2 separate regions of the Rattus norvegicus genome follow, and region 2 is linked to region 1. A link is a contact called in public Hi-C data. All regions are on one chromosome and are shown on one strand. The core of a region is the stretch at or near the end of the contact, and the rest is flanking DNA. Distances in the headings are between cores, read along the strand shown. Region 1 holds the start of Haus6 (family with sequence similarity 29, member A). Region 2 holds the start of Rps6 (ribosomal protein S6).

Region 1 (6,880 bases), core at 1,645-4,144:
GTCCAAGGCCAGCCTCTGCTACATAGTGAATGTGGGACCATCCTATGCTACAGGAGTCCCTGTCTCAAGAAAGATAACAAAATTATTGCACATGAAATTGTAAAGTGGTTTTTTTTTTTTGAAGGGCATTGTTTAGGTTTGAGGGCAGCAAAAGAATGCTAATGTAGTTAAATTCAAGGCCACAGTCGAGTTCTACATGGCTAGGGATCCATAATGAGATGGTATCTCAACAAACCCAAAACCCTTCATCTGAGTTGTCTTCATGAAAGCAAGCACTACCTTTGCAGGCAATTTGGGTTCTATCAGTTGCGTTGAAACTTGACTCACTCATTAGGAAACACAAAGTAGACCCCAAAGTAGATCTTGGGAAGGGTTCTTTCCCCTCCCCAAGTCCTCTTAAAATTTTATAAATCTTATCTTGCCTCAGTGCTGGATTTACTATAAAGTTTAAGAAAACTGAATATAGGGGTTGGGGATTTAGCTCAGTGGTAAGAGTGCTTGCCTAGCAAGCGCAAGGCCCTGGGTTTGGTCCCCAGCTCCGAAAAAAAGAAAAAAGAAAAAAGAAGAAGAAAAAAAAAAGAAAACTGAATATAGCTGGACTTAGAATGCCAGTGGATGGAATAAAGACACGGAGACTTGTTATTTATGAAAACATAGGTTCTATGGCTGGCAGATTCTCAGCTACTCCAACCTGCCAAATCCTGGCCTCTGTCCCTCCACATGGCCCATTACCTGTCTTTCCCATTCATTCCCAGCAACTGTTCCTTCTCATGTCATGCTGGTGAATCCCCCATGTCTGGTTCCTCTCCCAGAAACCCTCTTCTCCTAGGAAGTCCTGCCTTTCCTCCCCTGGCAGCAATTGGCCACCCTATCTTTATAAAATCAGTTAGTAAGTGAGGAAGGCATATGTTTACAAAATACTGGGACAGTTGATAATCCATAAGAATAACAAAACCAAGGGCTGGAGAGATGGCTCAGCGGTTAAGAGCACCCGACTGCTCTTCCAGAGGTCATGAGTTCAATTCCCAGCAACCACATGGTGGCTCACAACCATCTGTAAAGAGATCTGATGCCCTCTTCTGGTGTGTCTGAAGACAGCTACAGTGTACTTATATATAATAAATAAATAAATCTTAAAAAAAAAAAGAATAACAAAACCAAAATGTGGACAGTACTCGGCTATCTGCTGGTACAGCATCAATATCTGAATGTACAATGACCACCTTCACACGCTACACAAAAAGATTATCTCAAAAACCGAATTTGTGAGACGCCTAGTGGCACAAAACACCGCTGGTCACAGAACAGTATCAAGTATAAATTAGCTAAAAATATTCTATAAACTAAAATACAGGTCTATATTTTAGTAAGTATGAATGTCATTTTTGCCCAGGTTGTGGTCACAAAGTATTTCTCACTAAAAGAAAGCAGGGCTTCTGGAAGAAATGGCTGACTCCAGGCCTGAGGCAGGAACTGCCCAAAATGAGCCTTCAATTTCTTGGAAATTTGAGAAAGTTCTCATTGTCCAAATAAAGGATAATTTGAATCACTATATGGATAACAAATCAAGCAAATTGAATCCTGTACATCTGTGTAATTCCACGAATTCATGTATGAATATATGAGATGTGGAGGGATTGTGCATCGAAGTTAGGTTGAGATTATGGAAATACTACAGCAAAAATGACAACATAAAGGGTTACATACCATAAACAGAACGGAAGACAGACTTAGACAAGGTCAGTTAACTGAGAGGCTGGGATATTTAATCACCTATGTGGATAATGCAAAACCTCCTGTGAGCAACGTCAGATCTCAGAATGAACTCTGGTGCGCTGGAAATCTCAGATGACCTCCTCGAAAACTACAGGAGCTGGTGCTTTTACTAAGTCAGGAGGTAATAATTGTTTGATATGGTAATGTGAAATATGATATTCCCACCTTGAAAGACTTGTTATAGAGGGGATGATGGAGAAAGAATAGCCAGGGTGCTGGAAGAGGAAGCTGTATGCTTAGCAAGAGACAGACTTCTGGTACAGCAAGTTGAAGTCTGGCTGGTGGTGCCTCCCACCAATCCCAGCATTTGGAAGATGGAGAGCCTTCCAGAATTAGGAATTCAGGGTCACCCTCCTTTGGAAAGGGAGTTGAAGGCCAGATGAGGCTAAAAGAAATCTTCTCTTGACTCCCAACCTCTACGACCAAAGAAACATTTGATTATATAAATTTTGCCAAGCACTCGGGATGAGGTGATCAATGAGCAACTCCACCTGACCCAGTGGCTCTTGTCCATTAATTCTCATAGTAGGAAGACAGGTACAGACTTCGATGCCAGCCTGGGACACATACAGAGTCCCAGCTCAGTTAGAGCTACATAGCAAGACCGTCTTTTTTGTTTTGTTTTGTGTTTTTCCAGACAGGGTTTCTTTGTATAGCTCTGACTGTCCCGGAACTCACTCAGTAGTGTTCTCGAACTAACAAGTTCTCCGCTTCTCGAATGCTGGTATTAAAAAAAAAAAAAGTACACCGCCGCCTCCACCAGACAAGACCCTGGCTTAAAACAAAGGAAAAGATAATTTGTTCAGGGTCATACACTTGCATTACTCACTACAAAGGGTTACAGTGTAGCTTTTTCCGAACAGCAATCACATACTGAGCAAGAGAAACCGAAAACTCAAAGAACCCGGAACTTAGGCCCGGAGGGCTCTAGAAAACACCTGGTTACCCGCCCTTGGAGCAAGTTGCTGGTCACGCAAGGTTTTGTGGGTCTTGTAGTTTCTCTGAGGGAGTTGGCGCATTGCACGGTGGGAGCTAGAGCTTCCTCGGAAGACCAGTCCCGGAAGTCAGGCGGCGCCGGCGCCGGCGCACTGTGTCCTTGCGCAAGCGCGGGAGTCTTGGTTTGCGTGTATCGCTGCAGTCACTGCCCTGGTTTTCTGGGCGCGTTCGGCCTTTTGTGGTGTGATGGCTCTTGGAGAGGAGGCAGCAGGCGGCCGCAGCAGAGGGGTTGCCGTCACCTCGGGATGCCTGTAGGAGGAGGGGTCCAAGGGTCCTCACGGTTTCGGTGCCTTCGTTTTCCTCCGTCAGAGTCGCCGTGCCTTTGGAAAGCATGAGCTCCGCCCGGGACTCCGCTTTCGAGAAGCAGCATCTCTGGATGTACCTGCAGGCGCTGGGTTTGGATCCGAGTTCCGGCGTCAGGGTCGGCGGGAAGATGGTATCCTACGCGCACCTTGGAGAGTAAGGAGACCCGGGCGGTGGCGCGGTCCCCGGTGGAGGCAAAACTCAGAGGCCGCCAGCCCATGGCGGGGGACTGACTGTTCGTCACCAGTGTAGGGAGGAGTGCCCTGCAGTTGAGACAAAACGGCGGGCCCTCTTAACCCTCCCTGCCTTTGTGGTCTGTAGTTGGTGGGAGGCGTCGGGGAACTGTATATGCAAACGTCTTATAAGCAGTTGACTGTGGGTTTAAACTTGGAATCCGAACTAAAGCATGTTACAGCTGGCCAAAACAATGAATGAAAAATCAAAAGCCGATACCCTTTCTTTTGCCACTTAAATTATTATGGTTGTGATCACAAAATGAAGTACCTTGTTTATACTCATGTACTTTAGACCCGAACTTCCGATTTCAAGCACCCTTTTCTCCTTATAATTTAATTAAAAGAGTGATTCCATTATTATATCATCCCCATCATTATTATCATCATCACTTATTATTTTGGTATTTTGAGACAAAAACAAACCAAAAACCAAAAACAAAACCCAAACACCCTCTCTCTGTGTAGCCCTGGGTGTCCTGGAACTCGCTCTATAGACTCCGCCTGCCTCTGCGTTCGGAGTTCTGGGATTAAAGGCATGTGCCACCACGGTCTGGCTCCTCTGCATAGGTGTTTTGCTTGCTTGTATGTCTGTGCAAGGTTGTCAGATCTCCTGGGACTGGAGTTTCAGTTTAGAACTGCCATGTGGATTCTGGAAATTGAACCCGTGTCTTTTGGAGGAGCAATCAATGCTCTTAACCTCTAGAGACATCTCTCCAGTCTCTGAATTTTGTGTTTGATTTTTTTGTTTGTTTATTTTTTCAAGACAAGGCTTCTCTGTGTAACAACCCTGGCTGTCCTGGAGCTCTTTTTTTTTAGAGCAGCTAGCCTTGAACTCAGATGTCAGCCTGCCTCTGCCTCTTATGTGCCGGGATTAAAATGTACCATCATACCTGGTTAAATGACTTTTGTTTTTTTGATGCTTTAGACGTTTTTATGCAACCTCAGTTAAATATACATACATACATACGTACATATATATGTGTATATATAGTATACAATCATTCACTTGTAATAGTTTATATATGTTATTTTAAAGTAATTCCATGACATACAGTTAATTTTACTATTAAGGATGAAAGTAAATTTGCATACTAAAGAATCTTTGAGATGAAAGATCATAGAGCTTGGCCTCCAGATCTGCTTGCCTCTGCTTAAGTGCTGATTTTGTGTTAACTTTTGGTTGATGCATTTCCAGAAACTTTTGCTGCTGTTACATCTTTCAAGACCCTCCCTCACACATTCAGTTATGCTACCAGAAGAGGGTGTTGGAATTTCCAGAAACAGGGCTGGAGACAGTTTATGTTCCTCACCAAGGACAAGAATAATCTGAGGATACATCTGTCATCTGTTGCCTCCATCTATTTAATCGTTTTCTTTTTCTCTTCAACTTTTGTTTTTTCAAGACAGGGTCTCACTATTTAGCTCTCTGGCTATCCTGGAACTTACCATGTAGACCAGGCTGTCCTTAGATTCACAAGAGATCCATTTGCCTCTGTTTCCTAGGTACTGGGACTAAAGGCATGAGACACTATGCTCAGCTTGGCTTGTTTCTTGAGATAGATCTTTTTTTTTTTTTTGGTTCTTTTTTTTCGGAGCTGGGGACCGAACCCAGGGCCTTGCGCTTCCTAGGTAAGCGCTCTACCACTGAGCTAAATCCCCAGGCCCCTAGATAGATCTTACTCCACCCAGCTGGCCTTGTACTTGTGATGATCCTTTTGCCTTGACTTGTGGAGTGCTAGGATTGCAGGAGTGTGCCATTATGCCTGACTGTTGCCAATATAATTTCAGTTCTAGTGACTGTGTTAATGCACCTAGGCATCTATTTTTCCCTCCCTTCCCCCTCCCTCCTTTTTCTTCCTTCCTTTTACTCCTAAGCCTCCTGTCTCTACCTCCAACTGTCAGGTGGGGTTTCATTTACTGTCTGTGTGCATGTCAAGTGTGTGAACATCAAAGGACAATGTTATGTTAGATGATTTACCAGAGTTTGGAATAGAACTCAGATCTCCCGGCTTGCAATTCTGGGAAGCAAGTTCCTTTACTAAGGTGTCTCATCTATTTCTTGATTTCTCAGTCTCTCTCTCTATATGTAGATATAGATATAAATATAGATAGATATATAGATATATATTTGTGTGGAGTCAACACTTTCCTGCCACCATGTGGGTGTCCCAGGAATGGAATGGATCTCAGGTAGTAAGGCTTAGTGGTAAGCACCTTTACCTGCTGAACCACCTAGAACAGACATCTAAATAAAGCACTGCATATGCTAATAGTAGTAACTACTAAACAGTTACCAATCAAACTTAATTATAACCTCGAGGGCGAATATCATGTTATGTTTACTTAAAGACAACAAATTCTGTTCACCTCTGTGGCAAACTTTTTGTAATTCTCTGAGTTTATAGTTTATATGAGCATATATTAACTTCTGTTCTTATAAACTGTCTCAGCCCAAGGATTTGTCTCAAAGACTGTATTTGGAAAGTCTCATTAGTTTTGTTAGGGCGTGGACTAGAGGGAAAGGAGAGCTGCATAGTTATCCACACCTGTACATTGGCAGCCGGAAGGAAAAGAGGTGGAGGTGGTGTATGTGTCCACTCAACACCTGTTGAATGCTCGTCCAACTAGGATATTTTTGGGAGGAGACAGTTTTTCTAGCTTCTAGCTTAAAGTTTGTGTATATAGTGAGGACAAGCAAATTATTAAAATGCATCTTAAGAAAATAGTATAGTACTTAAGGAAGAAGGTGGGATAGATTGCTATCTGTAAAAGGTCTAAAATAGTTACCCAACAAGTATCAAGTTCTCAAAAAATTTTAGCTTTTGTTGCTATCTACTACTTAGTAAATCCCGTCAGAGGGTCTCTTCTCTGCTAGGTAATTAGGCTTCTGTCCCTTTCTGTTTGGTGTCATAGCAATAAAGCAAAGGCTAGTTGTTCATTTGGATCTCTGTTTTCACAATCAGAAAATAAAAGTTTGTCTGCTTGTCTCGTTTTTCTCCATTTATTTACTTACTTTACATCTCCGTTGCTGCCCTCCCCCCATGCTTGTCAATTGTGTATAAAATGTACCTGAATGAGAAAAGTTAACTTGCCTTGACCTCTTGAGAATGAGGAATAGCATGTGAGTGAATACATAAGCAGTTATGATGAACCTCTTTAGTGCAGAATCTAGACAGCTTTGGATGCCAGATCGCTTTATTAATCATTTGTCTTTGCCTTTTCACTTTAAACCATTAGGGACATGTTTGACAAACTGAACCGCGATGCCTTTCATATAGTTTCCTATTTTTTGTTTAAAACACTGGATGAGTCTCTTGCCAAAGAAGTTTTCAGGTAAGAAAAAAATTATTTCATTTTCTTCTTTTACTCATGCTCAGATTTGAAAATGACCCTCCCTCCCTCCCTCCCTCCCTCCCTCCCTCCCTCCCTCCCTCCCTCCCTCTCTCCCTTCCTTTCCTCCCTCCCTTCCTTCCTTCCTTCCTTCCTTCCTTCCTTTCCTCCCTCCCTCCCTTCTTCCCTCCCTCCATCCTTCCTCCCTCCCTCCCTCCCTCCCTCCCTCCCTTCCTCCC
Region 2 (6,362 bases), core at 2,144-4,643, 220 kb before region 1:
GTACAGGCATGCACCACTTTCCTGGTTGGTGTTTCCTTTCCCTCTGTACAGTAATCCTCTGCATTTCTAGATTTCTACATATCTACAATAATCTTGAATATTTGAGAATAAAATCTGCATATATAGTGAACATTTGTAAACTTTTTGTAGCCATTACTCTTCTACAAATAGCATAAAACAACTATTTACACAGCATGCATATGGTATTAGGTGGTACACAGGAAGTAGGATGTGTGCAGTAGTCAGTACCACGCTATTTTACATAAGGAACATGGACTTCGGCATCCACAGGTGTCCATGACACCAACAGTTCATAGAAGCAGAGAGACGAGCCCTCAGACTTGCTCTGTAGCTAAGGCTCACCCTACACTCCTCAGCCTTCTGCCTCATCTACTACTCTGATGGCAGATGTATACCTCCAAGACATACTAATTTTTAAAAGTTCAAGTCAGCTGTTATATAGATCAGCATGCATTCTGGACCTGTACCATGGCTTTCTTAATATTCAGAGTCAGAAACCTTTCCCCTTTAGTTTTTGAGACATTATTTTCTTTCAGGAACAAATAGTCTACATTTACTTTGTTGTTTATCTGCCAAAGATCTGGAGTCAGTGAGGTTTTCTTCTTTTTTTTTTTTTTTTTTTTTCGGAGCTGGGAACCGAACCCAGGGCCTTGCGCTTCCTAGGCAAGCGCTCTACCACTGAGCTAAATCCCCAACCCCTCAGTGAGGTTTTTCTAAAGATTGCATGTTTTTCTGGGTAGGTCACCGAATTTAGAAGCCAAAATCTGGGGGACAGGTGTGCCCTCAAGTTCCAGATCCTATCTAACCACCATGGAAACATCATCTGAGGATGTACTGATGTTTTACACAAAGCTCATACTCACCATCTTCTCTATCCCATAGCAAAACCCAGCTTCTCTCTCTCCTCCCCACCCCCTACTCTCTTTTTTTAGACAGATTCTTTGTACATTGCCCTGTCTTTCCTGGAACTCACCCTGTAGACCAGACTGGTCTCAAACTCACAGAGATCTGTCTGCTTCTGCCTCCAGAGTGCTAAGATTAAAGATGTGCACCGCCTTGCTCATCTATTTTAAGACAGGCTCTCCCTATGTGCCCCAGACATTCATAGATAAATTGTGTGTGTGTGTGTGTGTGTGTGTGTGTGTGTGTGTGTGTGTGTGTGTGTGTTTTGTTTGTGGTGATGAAGTCTTGCTAGCTTGTGGAGGCTGGGCCTGGAATTCAGCACTCTCCCACCTCTCCTTTTGAGTGTTAGGATTCTAAGAATCTTGGAAAATTATGGTCATCAAACTGTGTGACCTGGCACTGGACAGACATACAAACCAAAGGAACAGGTCAAGTGTGCTGGGAGAGCTCCCATCACATGTATTGCTGGAACAACTACACACCTACATGAGAAAGGAGGAGGCTGATTCTACCTCTGGAGAGACACATGAGGCTGACCACTGTGCTGACTCCAATGACATATGTGTTGTAGCTCCAGCCATTTGGAAGGCTGGAAAAGGAGGACTGTTCAAGTACCGAGGCCAGCCTAGGCAACACAGGGAGACTTGGTTTAAGAAACAAACAAAACTCCAAGTGGAGCAATGACCTCATATCAGAACTAAAATAGGGCTGGTGAGATGGCTCAGCGGTTAAGAGCACTGACTGCTCTTCCAGAGGTCCTGAGTTCAATTCCCAGCAACCACATGGTGGCTCACAACCATCTATAATCAGATGCCCTCTTCTGGTTTGTCTGAAGATAACTATAGTGTATTCATATACATAAAATAAGAAAAAAAAAGATTTAAAAAAAGAACTAAAATAATTATAAGCAGATTAGTGGTGACACAGGCCTATGAGAAGTAGCAGCATGGGGATCAGAAGTCATCCCCTACCACCATGGAGCTTGACATCAGCCTGGGCTGCAGAGTGAAAGCCTGCCTCTAGAATATACAATATCTCATGCAAGCTTCTCCAAGCCCAATCTCATTTGTTTGCTTGTTTGCTTCAGACTGTATGTATTTCTGCCTACCCTGGAATTTACTATATAGACCTAACTGCCAAGAACTTGTAGCAAATTGTCTTTCTGTTTCCATAGCGCAGGGGTTAGAGGCAGTCACTAATGGCAGGTCTAACAATCCAAAATTTAAAAATAATAGGTAACAGGGTCTAGAGAGACATCTCAGTGGTTAAGACTAGTAGCCACTCTAACGGAGGACCAGTATTCAATTCCCAGAACCTTCATGGCAGCTGACAACCATTTGTAACTCCAGTTCAAAGGGATCAGACACCTTCTAATGTCTAAAGGGCTTGAGGCATTCATACTCAAGGATGTTGTGTACGCAACTTGAATGTTCATCAAAAGAATCAGTACACAAAAATGTGAACACACACACACACACACACACACACTGCCTTTAAAAGAAAATTCCATCATACAATAAAATATAAACCTTAAAGACTACATTTAATGAAACCAGCCAGTTATAAAAAGGCAACTCCCATTTGATTCCATCGCATGATGGGCTTAATCAATATTTCATTGTCAGAAATGGGTGACAGTAGTAAGCAGACCAGTATGGTGTGCATAGGGAATTTCAGAACAGCCAGAGTTATACAAAGACACTTAGTCTCAAAAATTGAGTTCGGACAGAACAGCATGTAACTGCAGTAAACAAGAGAAGCACAGAAATGGTGTTGTTTTGAAAAAGAGCTGAAGATGACAGTGACACTCGGGAGACTAGGTTCAATCTCCGATCTGAGTTGTCACCCTCACCCCACCTACAAAGCAGAAAGTTTTGGCAGAAGAAAACAGAAAGCCGAAAGGCTCAAGACTGAGGCATCTGATAGTTGTCTGTGCCAGGTAGACGTGATGGATCGGCTGGACTGCTTGTCTTCTGCGGTCCGGCGACTATAGGAGTCACTCTGATCGATGCAGAACAAAGCCTGGCTTTCAAGATTTCTCCCGTCAACCGCTGGGACCAGGACAAGATCCTGAACTGGAAATCTTCCGCAGAGATGAGGGACAGGCCAGCCCGGGCGACAATTCTGATCGAGCTTTTCCATTTAGGTACTACTAAAAACCATGGTCGGAAACGGGGATTCGGCTCCTCAGTGGACCAGTCTGGTCGGAAACGGGAAAAATTAGCTAAGAAGCGGCTAACATTCGTGATAAACAAGTTGCCCTGTCACCGGGAACATCCAGAATACCAACCAACACCTCACTACAAACCAGCCTCACATTATTCCGGCTAGTACCGCCCCCGGAAGTACCACCCACCTCAACTCACTTCCGCCGGCTCCAGCTCGGGCTATTCTCGCGAGAACTTAGAGTGCTATGTGACCTGGGCTAAGCGGAAGTCGGGCCTCTTTTTCGTGACGCCTCCTAGGCGGTCGGCTGTGTCAAGATGAAGGTAGGCGTCCCTGACTGGGACTGAGTGAAGCAGTTCGAGTCCCAGAACGCGGGACTGCCTCAGCCCCAGGCTTTCACAAAACCCGGACTAAGCGGGGAAGGGTCTGAGGCAGGAGGAAGCTTGCTTTTAGGGCCTTGGGACCCTTTGGGAGAGCGGATGGCGGGCGATTGCAACGCCGCGACAGCGGACGTAGAGCAATGGCGGCGCCCGGTACCCGACCGGGCACATGCGGGCCTGAAGCCCCACTTGCAGCGGGTGTCCCGCGGCATTTGACCCCTCCTGGACACTCTGCTATCCGAGATCGCGAGGGTGAATGCTCTGACGTCCTCATAGCATTCTACAGAGCTTTGGCAAAATGTTCCATTGACGTGTGGCACTTTGCAGGGCCTGCGAGTCCGAGTCGTGGGTTTTCTGCTGTGTGTGGGAGCTGCTCAAAACGTTCTGCGCACGTGAATTGTTGAAGTTGTGTAGGTGCCTAAAGTCGTCTTCTTTTGCCCCCTTTAAAATCCTAGCTGAATATCTCCTTCCCTGCCACTGGCTGTCAGAAACTCATAGAAGTGGATGACGAACGCAAGCTTCGTACGTTCTATGAGAAGCGCATGGCCACAGAAGTAGCTGCTGATGCTCTTGGTGAAGAGTGGAAGGTAAAGTTTTTGGCATCATTACCCCAACTCGTCACAGCAAGTGCTGTTGGGTTTGGTTAAGTTTCATTGCTAGAATCAAATTTGGGGAAACGTGCCAAGAGGAGTCTCTCTTGCTTGTTATAATTCAAGGCCTTAAGTCTTGCGTGTTGTAGTAAGACCTGGGTAGTTAGGAGTAGAAGTTGAAATGGAGAGATTGCTTGTTGACCTTAGTTGGAAACGGAGACAAAAAAGTGAGTGGCTGAAGTTGAACTCAGTTGTTCTTCCTAATGGGGTTGCACACAAGAAGTTAAGAACCACACTTTGGAACAGAACTGGTAAATGTACCGTTTTATGTTCGATGCAGGGTTATGTGGTCCGGATCAGCGGTGGGAATGACAAACAAGGTTTTCCCATGAAGCAAGGCGTTTTGACCCATGGCAGAGTGCGCCTGCTTTTGAGTAAGGGGCATTCTTGTTATAGACCTAGGAGAACTGGAGAGAGGAAGCGCAAGTCTGTCCGAGGATGCATTGTGGATGCCAACCTGAGTGTTCTCAACTTGGTTATTGTAAAAAAAGGTAAGGCTTTTGTTGGAGTTTATTAGTTGAAATTGGTTGTCCTGGACACAAGGTTCTGCCTCCTAGGTAGTGGGGCATTGACCAAAGTGGGACAGATTTGATGTCTTAATTCCGATTGTTTCTTCAAGGAGAGAAGGATATTCCAGGACTGACAGATACCACTGTGCCTCGTCGGTTGGGACCTAAAAGAGCTAGTAGAATCCGAAAGCTTTTTAATCTCTCCAAAGAAGATGATGTCCGCCAGTATGTTGTCAGAAAGCCCTTAAACAAAGAAGGTAACAGGGATTTGGGCCTTTGTGCTATTGCTGCAGCTGTGCTTGCCACACAGCTAAATTCATGGCTTCGGCATTAGGAGCGACAAGGATTTTTTACAAAAGTATTCTCATTTTAACATGAAAAACTTTTAAAGCACTTTGTGTGTATGTTGGGGGGGTTAAAGGACAACTTGCAGGAGACAACATTTTGGAGGGACCAGGCTCTAAGTTGGTGCTTTGGATTACAGAAGAACCACTTTAATTTACTAATGAATGGCTCCACATATTTTTCATCTCTGGGACATAGATTGTGAAAATCAGGAGAAACACCCATTTTAAAGGGAAATGTATGAACAAATACATACTTTTTAAAGCTTTTATGTATATGAGTACACTGTTGCGCCTTCTAACACCAGAAAAGGGCATTGGATTCCATTATAGATGGTTGTGATCCACCATGTAGTTGCTAGGAATTGAACTGTGGTCCTCTGGAAGAGCAGGAAGAACAGTCTGCTCTTAACCGCTGAGCCACCTCTCCAGCCCTCATAATGTTAATGCTTCAGTAGGAAGCATAGCATGTATATTAATACAAATAACTCAGGACTGTTGACTTGTATTAAGAGTGTGCTATTAGAGAGAATGTGTAACTTAGTTGACAAAAGGTTTAAAAATGGTCCATCATCCCCTCATGAGCAGTTCAGAGTGGCTGAACTGTAGCAGAACTTGGCTATCCAGCTTATTTTACAAGGGTCTGAGCTGAGATGATAGCAGGGTTCTGTTTCTAGAGAGGCCTGTAATGTGGGGTAAGGAGTGTAAATCCAAAAGGCTAAAATGAATAATTTATAACATACCGTTAATTTCTAATAGTAGGCACGGACTGAAAATAGGATTAAAACATAAATGAGAAGTTGAAAATACGGTGGGGTTATAACAATGCAGACCATGGGGCCAGAGTAATACTTATGTTTGGGGGACAGCACTGGCCTTGGGTAGATGGTGGGGACTGAGTTGGGCTTGGGTGTGCTAGGCGTGTGTTATACACTGGGCATCGCCATCCAGCATGGTGGATGTTAAGTGATTACTCATCTGGATTTTTAGGTAAGAAGCCCAGGACCAAAGCGCCCAAGATTCAGCGTCTTGTTACTCCCCGTGTCCTGCAACACAAACGCCGACGTATTGCTCTGAAGAAGCAACGCACTAAGAAAAACAAGGAGGAGGCTGCAGAATATGCTAAACTTTTGGCCAAGAGAATGAAGGAAGCCAAAGAGAAGCGCCAGGAACAGATTGCCAAGAGACGTAGGCTGTCTTCGCTGAGAGCTTCTACTTCTAAATCTGAGTCCAGTCAAAAATAAGTCTTTAAAGAGTAACAAATAAATAATGAGACCTTGAATCTCTTTTACTGGCTTTTATTAATAATGTAACTACATAAATGAAGGAAAAGAAATGAGTCATAGAAAAAGGAATACAAATATATAGGATATACAAATATCCCTAGAA

What was found. A called contact is a pair of places that touch in the nucleus more often than the background predicts.
Region 2: a contact with region 1 is called in a Hi-C map of liver, with 6 times the contacts expected there. The contact joins the promoter of Rps6 here to the promoter of Haus6 in region 1. A contact is called at or near these places in 1 of 12 Hi-C or Micro-C datasets (liver) and 1 of 1 datasets of contacts at active chromatin or transcription factors (oligodendrocytes).

Annotation. Positions count from the first base shown.
Region 1 is chr5:106,195,086-106,201,965 of GRCr8, reverse strand. It overlaps Haus6 (family with sequence similarity 29, member A), which reads left to right and starts at 2,894. Exons shown (of 17, transcript NM_001401872.1): 1 at 2,894-3,231; 2 at 6,549-6,644. The coding sequence starts at 3,104.
Region 2 is chr5:106,417,571-106,423,932 of GRCr8, reverse strand. Rps6 (ribosomal protein S6) reads left to right here and starts at 3,393. Exons shown (of 5, transcript NM_017160.1): 1 at 3,393-3,413; 2 at 3,926-4,057; 3 at 4,401-4,611; 4 at 4,740-4,886; 5 at 5,964-6,253. The coding sequence starts at 3,408. The coding sequence ends at 6,217. It also overlaps a transcript of Dennd4c not described here.